2 separate regions of the Mus musculus genome follow, and region 1 is linked to region 2. Evidence: chromatin contacts called from public HiChIP or PLAC-seq data. All regions are on one chromosome and are shown on one strand. Each heading gives the region's core, a stretch centred on a gene start, on an enhancer-like site or on the middle of the called end of the contact. The rest is flanking DNA. Distances are from core to core; before and after follow the strand shown.

Evidence for each region. HiChIP or PLAC-seq counts read pairs in DNA pulled down with a chosen protein or histone mark.
Region 1: a contact with region 2 is called in a CTCF HiChIP or PLAC-seq map of the NIH/3T3 cell line, with 9 read pairs. The contact joins the enhancer-like site here to the promoter of Lnx1 in region 2. A contact is called at or near these places in 1 of 39 promoter capture datasets (embryonic stem cells), 1 of 15 datasets of contacts at CTCF or cohesin (the NIH/3T3 cell line), 1 of 484 Hi-C or Micro-C datasets (nephron progenitors), 3 of 115 datasets of contacts at active chromatin or transcription factors (bone marrow-derived macrophages, craniofacial prominence and pancreatic cancer cells) and 1 of 9 other capture datasets (liver).

Annotation. Positions count from the first base shown.
Region 1 is chr5:74,923,855-74,928,790 of GRCm38.p6, forward strand. No RefSeq gene overlaps it. Among named protein-coding and RNA genes, the nearest start is that of Gm52779, 18 kb to the right of the region's middle. Within about 2 kb of position 2,122, at least 26 of the 459 cell types and tissues checked have an H3K27ac peak or open chromatin away from gene starts, as enhancers often do. A contact at or near this core is called in the NIH/3T3 cell line and pancreatic cancer cells, where this site is marked.
Region 2 is chr5:74,701,150-74,706,430 of GRCm38.p6, forward strand. Lnx1 (ligand of numb-protein X 1) reads right to left here and starts at 1,754. Exons shown (of 11, transcript NM_001159577.1): 1 at 1,643-1,754. It overlaps Gm15984 (a long non-coding RNA gene), which reads left to right and starts at 1,323. Exons shown (of 4, transcript XR_001784879.2): 1 at 1,323-1,523.

The DNA of each region.
Region 1 (4,936 bases), core at 872-3,371, 220 kb after region 2:
CCATTACTAGACTTAGGATTTAAGAGCACACTGTACTCTGGACTGAAGGTTCGACTGGGAGAATCACAGATTCTCACCATTCAAATGACCTGTGATCTGCTTGCATTTTGTCTGGGGGTTTGGTTAGTTGATTTTTAGGTGCAGGGTCTCACTCTCCTGCCTCTGCCTTCCAAGTGCTGAGACCACAGGTATGCAGCACCACAGCCTCTCTGTGTATGCCTGCCACTTCTGTCTCAAATCCTCTCCCGGTGCGTGCCCTGCCGCCTTGTCACCACTGGACCTCCTCCCTCAAGTTCCAGTTTACATAGCCAACACCCATTGTTTTGAACACTTGTATTACCTCAATTTGAACTGACTGGAGCACTCTTAATTCAGAACTTCCATTAAAATAGAAAATAATAAAAGTCCAACAGGAAAGCAACCCAGCAGCACAGGTGGCTCCCTGCAGCAGAGCCTGACAAGCCAAGGACAACTCCAGCTGGAGCTGGCTTGTGCTCTGGGTGAGAGTTGAACTCTCAGCCCCTCCAGGAAGTTCCTTCTCCAGCAGGCACTGAGAAGGGAGTCTCAGCTCAAGCTCCTTGCTGCTGTGCAAGCTGGTTCTCGAACCAGCAGCACCTGGGACCTTCAGAAATGAAGAATCTCTGTGACTTTAGATAAGGGAGAGATTTCTAGTGCAGAGCTGCACACGCATAAGCATCAGAGGGAGACAGACGAGACGTCAGAGAGAATGCAAGTCTGTGTGTGCTTCAAAGGGAACTCCTAAAGTGAAGAGCTGAGGATGAGGCTCGGGGAACAGTACCTGCCTAGCACACACAAGCTCTGTGTTCAATTCCCAGCAACAAACAGGCGCGCTCGCACACACACCCACACATACACACACACTCACACACACACACACACACACACACAAACACACTCACATGCTCACACATGTTCATGTAATCTTGGGCAGGCAGGTTATAAACCGGTTTGGGAACTTCTCAAAACAGAAACATGTGTGGTCGGCAGCCATCATCTGCAGGGATGAAAATGTCACAGTGAAGCATGTTCTTTGAACCATTAACACAGTCTAAGGAACACTTTGTAAAATTAAAAGATGGGGCTGGGACTGTAGCTCAGTGACAGAGCAGTTGCTCCACACACATGACACCTGCCCTAGGTACCATCTCCAATAATACAAAGGAGGGGGTGGCTGTTTTGTTTTGTTTTAAACCAAGAACGATGGTTCTGCTAGTAGGACCTGCAGTCCCAGCTACCTGAGAGCATATATAGTAGGAGGAACACTTGAGCCCAATCTAGCAAGTACAGTGAGACCCATCTGAAGGAATGGGGGGAGGGAGGCAGGGAGGGAGGGAGGGAGGGAGAGGAAGAGAGAGCAGAGTTATCGTATAAATTCATGGTCCCAAACCACGGTCACTCCAGCTCCGGGATATCCAACACTCTCTTTCAGGGGGCACTGAACTCTCACACGCATGTGCTCATACACACACACAAATAACTTTAAACTATATAAATAAACATTTAATGTAACCCAATGCAACCGAAAGGATCCAGCGTTGATTGGTTGGCACTACAGTGTGGCTGACCTTGAAAGCACCACAGTTAGTAAGACAGCCCAAGGCACCCAGAAGACGTTTCCTGAGCCATTCTGCTTGGCTTTTGTGCTTCATCTGGTTTGGTTGGATGGTTTTAAGATAGGATTTCCTTAGGTAGTCCATGCTGTCCTGACACTCACTATGTGACCCAGAACGGCCTCCACCTCAGGATCCTGCTGCCTTAGACCACTCTCCCCATCAAGTGTACAGTACCACACTGGGTATTTGATAGCATTTGTGCAAATCCATAGACACACAAGTTGGCTTTCATGGCTAAAAGAAAGGCAAATGGCAAGGACAGCCAGTACGCATGAGACGTCTTGTGGCAGTGACGAAGACATTCTGGAGTTAAAGTGACCCCACTTTATGCAGTTCCAATTACCCAGGGTCAATAGTGGTGTAAAGTCAAGCGAAAAGTTACAGAATCAGATAACTGCTAAGTTTCTAAGTGCATTCTGAGCTGTGTGAAGCAATGCAACAGGCTTACCCTGTGCCCGCCACGGGCCGTGAGTCATCTTTCTCCAGCAAGCCCGTGTGACCACACCACCTACCCACCCACTGGTTGCTTCGGGTCAGTCTTGGTTTTCAGACTGACTACTGAGGCATCGTCACAGGGCTTGTGCTCAAGTGACCCTCCTGTGGCCACCTGACAACGTGTCACAGTGTAGGTGCTGTGCGTCTTGCTTTGTCACATTGATGGTGCATCATTTTGAGAGAGTGAGAGACACCACATCCACACAGATTCAGTATACTATTTGTGATTTACTTTCTTACAATGTATACTAGCGTTTTCCCAGCCTGTGTGTACGTGTACTACACACATGCTAGTACCCAGAGAGAGCAGAGAGGGCACCAGAGGCTGCTGGAGCTGGAGATGCAGGCAGTTGTAAGCTACCAAGTGGGTTCTAGAAGCTGAGCCTGGGTCCTTTGCAAGCTCAGTAAGAGCTCTTAACCACAGAGTTAAATTAACCACAACTCCCCAGCCCCTATTAAAGCATACTGTTATAATTTTCTGGTTTATCCTTGCTGATGCATTAATACACCTAGTTTGTGAATGAAACCTTTTCATATGCATTTATGTAGAAGAAAAACATAGAAGAAATAGAACAACTTTTGAGGGCACTTCGGCTCTATCCTTCAGGGATGAGTGAGATCCACGAGAGACGGCCATGATGGTCGGACAACCTAATCAATACATTAAGAAAAAAATCTGCATTTTATTTTAAAAGAGTATCTCTTATGACGAATGAACATCAAAATAAAAAAATAATAGAAATATGTTTTAAAAAATGTTCAGGCCCTCAGCCAGGCTCACTGCATCAGCATCTGCATCTTGTCTGGACCCTGGATTGTTCAGGCTTGAGAAACACCATCAGGGGTGTGGCTTCCCTCACTCAGCCACAGGTTGGACTCACAAGGGCAAAACTGTTCCTGGCAGAGTGAGCTGTTCTTCGTGTTGTAGGCTCAATTAGGGTACCTGGCCTGGACCCCCAGATTGTCAGAGAGCTTTCACTCCATCCATGTCATCTCTTGGCCCTCCAAAACTCCATTCCTGCATGTGTGTACGAGTGAAGACTCTGGACCTGGTCGCTTGATTGGAATTGCTGTGCTATTGGCCAGCCGTGAGACCTTGGACAAATCGGCAAAGATCTCGTGCCTCAGTTTACTTGGGAAACGGCAGTTTATACTTCAGAGAGTTGTGGGAAGGAATAAATTCATATAAACAAAGCACATGGAATAATATTTATACACAGCATCATAATATATGTGACTCTATCAGGTATTACTATGCAAGCAAGTATTATATTCACTTGTGTTACTGTGTTATTATGTGATAGTTAGCAATTATAGAGCCCTGACCATGTGCTAGGCATTGAGTTGATGTTTCTCATTATGTCATGTAAGACTTAGCATTATGTGACCTCAATAGAAACTGAAGTCCAGGGATGCTCTGTCCTGCCCAGTCACAGCACCAGTGGCAGAGGAGCCCCACCCAGCTCTAGAACTACTGCCCCTGACCACCAACTTCTGTAGTCATCCATGCAAAAAACAAGTAGCTACTGAGGGCAAGGGGACTCAGGATCCCAAGCAAGGGCCTTGGAGTGGCCCTAATGGACCAGGACTTCTGGTCCCCTGTGAGGTAGACATATGTGTAGCCTAGCAGAGACTGGGGTGCTGGGGTAGAGAATCCCAGGTGCCTGGCTTGGAGTTCTCTTTCTCTTCTATGACATGAAGCATACTCAAGAGTGCAATGGTCCAGCCTGCAGTATCCGTGGTTATCCTGGCTGCCAGCCATTCATGAAAGTCATCCCCAAAACGCAGGAGGCCACAACCCTAAGACTACAGGCTTAGCTAAAGAAGTTTATCATGGCTGTCTAAATCTCTAGCTCCAAAGCAGAACTCCATGATCCCTCTGGGGTTTCCTGAGAACTCCATGCTCAGAAGTTGTTAGATGCAGGAAAAGAGAAAACTTTAAACCAATCTCAAAATGATCATCATGGGTTGCTAAGTCTTTGGGTGTGGTTGATTTTGGTTGTGCTGTTTTTATTAGCAGCTTTCAAATAAGTACAATCTATTAAAAAAAACGTTAAAAGAGCTGCTCAGACCTATAATGTCCCATGCCCCCAGAAGACCCCATCCTAGACTCCAAACCTCTTCACTGTCCAATGATCCTCATGTCTGCTTCCAAAAACCCAAAACCCAGCATCCCTGACAGGCCCAAACTCCACGGTCATCCAATAGCAGACATTTAATAAGCACTGCCACTCTATATTTGGATTTCAAAGTGGGCAGCTCCCGCCCAGCTGTCGTCATGAGGTGACTGTCCTCAGTCAGAGGACCTGCTGAGTGCCTTGCTCTTCTGTGCTCCCTAACTCGATGCAACTCAGCTGCTGTTTCCAAAAACAGACTGTTTTTGATGGAAAACACGGCTAACATTTCAGAATTGTGGCTCTCCTCCCTGCTGAACTGTCTTCTCCTTACCCAACCCCAGCCAGAAGACTCTTTCCTAATGGAAATGCTGGGACCACTTACAGCTGTGAAGATGCTAACCTGCTGCGAGAGGCCGGAAGACAGCTGAGGGAGCCAGTGGATGCAGATGGAATGGAAGATGGTGGCACTTGCGTGATGTGTGTGTGAGTGTGTGTTGTATGATGTGTGATGTGTGTGTGTGTGTGTGTGAGAGAGTGTGTTGTATGATGTGTGATGTGTGTGTGTGTGTGTGTGTATGTCTGTGTGGTAGTGTGTCTGTGTGGGGGATGTTATATGTGTGATGTGTGTGTTGTATATGTGATATGTATGTGAGTGTGTGCTATATAATGTGCGATGTGTTTGTGGTGTTT
Region 2 (5,281 bases), core at 504-3,003:
GTACTAGACACTGACTGGACTCTGATTTCTGCCCTGTCATGGTTTTTTTTTTTTTTTCCTTTTTCTTGAATTGGGGGCAATAAAAACATAATATTATTTTCCTATGCAGTTAGAGACAATGATCAAACAATTTGTTATTTAATAATAGGTCCATTGTTTTAAAAATAACTAATTAACCAGGTATAGGAGAAGGGGTGAAAGTTTGCAGAGGTTTGGAACATCAAAGACAAATGTATGGCGTACAAAATCCAGGCTATGGGGAGTCCTTCTCTCACCTTGCTCACAAACCTCTGAATCAACTGAGAATGTTATTAAGGCATCAACGGCAGTCACTCTGCAAACACACTAGCTTAGAGGACAATACTGGGCACAAAGGTCAGCTAGAAAAGAGACTACGAGCTTCCCAAGAGTCAGAGAGAAACCAGTAACAAGCACAAAGCAGACACTTACCAGCAAGAAGCAGCCGTTCGAGGGCAGTGCGTTCGTACAGTTGGATGTTTGGCATGTTCTTTTACTTTTTAGAGGGCTGTCTCTGGGCTTATTTCCTAGTGGATGATTTCCTTATAAACCCCGCTGCTAATTTAAGACCCAGGAAAGGGACTAATCAAAGTCTATAAAATGGAATGTCTCAGGATTCATTTATTTCTCTCCTGGAGCTTCCCAGCTAAGTTGATAAGAAGACAGATTGGGGACTTGTTTCTTTGCCCTTGTTAATAATATTAGCTAGTGGAGTGGGTCTCTCAGGCTCGTTGAGAGCAGGTTATGTGGTCAGGATTAGAAAAATAAATATGGGTCCTTGAGGATTTACAATTACTTTTAGAGTCGGGTCCTAGCAGAGCAGCCTCTTCCATATATTTATTAATATAGAAAAGATAGAAACAACAAGAGAGTTTCAACAATTCAAAAGCCAGGCCTGGCGTTACATTCTTGTGGCCTTGAAGGGTAATCTTTACTTTAGCCAAAGGTCAGCAGGCAACCTATCTGGCCTGAAGGTAAACAGTTCTAATCCAGACTGCTAAATATTTTCCACAAATAAAGGAAACTAAAGGATTTTTATGAGAGAGAGAGAGAGAAGGAGAGAGAGGGAGAGAGAAGAAAGCTTATAAATAGGGAGCCAGAATTTATTACCTTTAGTATTGACTTTCTATTGTAAACAACAAGACCTAGGGAAGTATTACAGCTTTGGATCAAAATTGCTTCAGATGACATGAATGCAAGCAAGAAAAAAAAAAAGGACAATCTGAATTTTGTGAATGTCCCCAGCACCCCACACCACCCCCTACACACACACACAAAACAGGCTGAACTGGTCTGCACATTTGAACTAACTTTCAAAAAGCATCTCACCTCACTTCTCTCAGGGGTTTTAAAAAGAATCAGATCAACGTCACCAACAAGTAGAGGCCGGATTAATAATCAGGAAACAAAAATGATTAAATATCTGGCCGAGATAACGTTGCTGGCCATGGAGTAAGACTGGCGCAGACATCTCTACTCTCAGAGTGTTACTCTGGACTGAGCCAGTAAGTGGTCTTTCTTTTACTTTTTCTTTCTTTTCTTTTCTTTTTTTAAATTCAGATTCCTTGTTCAGATCCCTTTTGGGCCAGAGGTCTAAAGAGAGGAAAAAGTAGTTTCTTCTCACCTGTTCAAAGATGTTTGGGACTTTCAAAGCAGCAGTGACCAGCCAGCCTCCATCCCTGTGCCAGAAGCGTCTAGGGCCGCCTGAGCTGTGACCGGTCTCAACTTCGGTGTACAGGTGGCTGGAGGAAGAAGAAGGGTATTGGTTGGTTCAGAGCAGGAAATCTGTGACATCACGGAAGTCTGGCTGAGACCTTAGGGACTAAAACATCCCCAGAGGCTCCGCCCCCGTCAATTACCTGACTACCTTGGAGCAGGTAGGTGGCGTCTCTCAGAGGACAAATGAATCAGTTAGAGCAATTTGCCAAGTGGAATTTACTTTCCTTTCTGAGCATAGCACGTGTCTAGCCCCGTGTACAGATCTGAATGCGAATGCCTGATTGTTTCCCAGGCCCATCTTGTATGCCTGATATTGTTTCCCCTCCAGGCTCACAGGAGCCCACACAGCTGCCAACATCAGAATTAAAAGGGAAGTTTAAACACTGGAAGGAGACAGGGATTTTTGTAGGGGGGGGGGGGGAAGGAAAAGGTTGTGAAGACTTAGCCATATCTGGGACTTGTCCCCACTAACGCCTTTCTGAATCACATCCCTTTGAGTTCCTAGTGTTTTTCTGTCCCAATATTATAACAAACCAGAGATGACCTAAGTCTACTTAAAAAAATCTAATTTTGATACCTTTCAGCATCATTTCCCAAACACCTTCGCGGTCCCCAGCATATTAATAATAGATTCAGGCATTGGTAAAACTTCAGGCATTCCTACCTCGGCCTGTCTGTCACGTGGTGGTTACAGTCCACAGTAGGCCTGCAATTAGGAGTACTTTAAATGATTCAGGTTAGAATGATAGCGCCTTACTAAGGCCATGTTGTCTGCAGGGAGAGATAGGGAAGAGGACTCAGGGCTATTTTGGTCCCAAGCTTGGTGTGTGACCCTGGACAAGTCACCCTTGCTTCAGCTTTTCCAGCAGGCTAATGGCACGACTCAGCTGGCACTTGAGTGACAGCTAAGAGGATTCCTGCCTGCTGGTTAAGGCCTGTGGCATCTTGTCCCATCAGCCTGTTGAATTGCTGTGTGTCTGTGGCTCGCAGCCAGCCTCCCTCGCAGATGTAGTCACTGTTCGGAATGTGCTACCTGGGGACCCTGGGGAGTTCTCTCTCCTGGGTTGGTCCAGGCACACTTTGGTCCCCTAACGAAGAAAACGTCTGCTGAAAATCTTTCCCCCCTCCTGATCTTGAAACTGTAGAAGTCGCCTGTTCTAACACCTCACGGCCTAGCCGTGGTTTGTGGGCGGGACTAGGGGACAGCTAGAGTTAGAAATAGTAAAAAAGCACCTTCTCCCTGAGTGCCCACATTGGTAGCTGGCTCCCTGTCACTCGGTACCTTGTAAAGTAAAAGGAGAGGGTAGCAGAAGGAAGATGAAGTTAGCGCAGGAGGCAACTTCAAATCACTGGTTCACCCCAGACAGGCCTAAACAGCGCATCCATCTGGGACCAAGCAGCTTGGGACTCTTTAAAACAAACACATACACACACCTCTCTTCGCTACTTTATCCAATAGAAACTAAGGGAGGCGTGGCTACCCTGTACCGATAAAAGCAAAAGGTTCGAAAAGGAGGGAGGGGGAGGGGGTTGGGGCTTGGGGGTTGAGGAGTGGGAAGATAATAAAGGTAGTTGAACCTTTCAAGTGCAGGTTTTTCGAGGCAGGAGGTGGGGGTGGGAGGAAGTACTATTAGCCCAGCAAGACAAAAGCTTCTCCTTCCTGAGACAGCGTGTCCCCGTGTCCCCGGGGGTAGGAGGAGACCAAGGCTAGCCAGCTTGCAGAAAGCCACGCCCCTCATTGAGTTCCGCCCTCTCTGTGCTGTCAGTCAAGCTTCACCTTGCCCAAGGGGATTGGCTCTGACTTGGAGAGGCAGTTAGATTTCCAGGCACAGAAACCCTGGGCAGAGAGGCACAGGAGAAATATATTTGCATAAAATGTGCAATCAATGAACGCGCACAGAACTTCGCTGAAGGAAGGCCTTTAGACTATGGGAATTTTTCTGGCTGTATTCACAAACACACAGCCACTTGCACGGATAGCCTGGTGAAAGAAAGACAAACTTAGGAGAGAGAGGGGAAATAGAGGAAGTGGATCAGCATTAAACTGGGAGTGGAGCTAAGGCTCAGGTGTCTTGTGTAAGAGAAGAGAAACTCCTGGATATTTTATATGGTTAGCCAAGAGAAGGGCTTCTCTATGCAGCTGAATGTAGCCTATTCTTTAAAGACTAAAACCAAGTTCAGTATAAACTCCACTGTTTCATTCCGGCTGTTGTGTTTGAACAAAGTCTTAGATTCTAAGGTAAGGTGGGGGGAGGCAGACAGAAATAATGACCACTAAAGCGAACACGGAGTAAGAAAGACAGCAAGAGCTTGCCAGGCCCGCGTACTCTCCCCAAGCACTTTATACCGGAACCCCAATGTCAGCTCCTGACATCATTTACACGCAACAGGACAAGGAACCAGGGTACAGAGAAGCAGGGAACTTGACTCACACAGCGAGTGGCAGAACTAGGGCAGTTTGTAAACAGGGCCTTTCCTAAACTGTGAAAAGAAATCAGGGAGATTCTAATGGTGTGTTCACTGGGTGAGGTCCTAAATGTGAATCTACCTCTCTCTCCCTCTTCTTCCTCTCTCCCACTCCCCACCCCCCACCCCCGCTCTCCCACTCTAGACAGGGTCTCTAGTGCAGCCTGGTCTCAAACTCCCTATATCTATGAAGACAGCCTTGACTTTGGATTCTCTTGCCTCCTTTTCCTGAGTACTGGGTCTACAGGCGTGAAGCTCCACATCTGGCTTTATTTCGTGCCGGTGTTTGAACCCAGGGCTTCCTGAATGCGAAGCAAGCCTTGTATAACTGAGCTGTATTCCCTGTCCTGCCCTGCCCCCTCCTTCTGAGACAGTATCTTGTAGCGGAGGCTGATTTTGAACTGTTGATTCTCCTGCCTTCAATTCCAAGGGCTGGCATTCCAGTCATGCTTCGCCATGACGGGCTGACTTTAGCCTCTTACCTGTGCATTATTCTGAAGGAAAAGCCGGGTTGAAGCAAGAGTGTGGTCTGAGAAAGAACTTGAGGTGCAAAATTAATTAACAACTGGTTTATATATGAAAAGATAGGAGTGAGATGTTTATTCTTATGTACCTGTATATGTGGATATATGAAAAGCATGAGGACATTATATCATTTCTGAGGGTGCTCTTGAACTTATAGTTTGGAGACATATCAACCCAAACTCAAGAGTGAAGGACAGCTTGAGGGTCCCCTTGAGAATGACAAGTAATTCCCTATGACATCTTCCATGGTCATTTCTATCAGAAATGTCTTTGAAAGCCTAATATGATCTATGCACAGCTGAAAAGATGAGATAATGCAAGAATAATTTGCATTATACACTACTTCCAAGGCGAGTGGTTTAGGCATCAGCATCAGCAAATAGTAGACCCATACTGCTTCTCTGCAGCCTCCTCCCCCCATCCATTTCTTTGTCATTGCTGAAACCCTAAGGTGCTCTGGGGCTCAGAGGTAACCCTGTGCCATATAGGACTGTCACAAACTGCCACCATCTTCATGAATTCAGCTGCGTTGGTATGCAAACGATCACTGCAG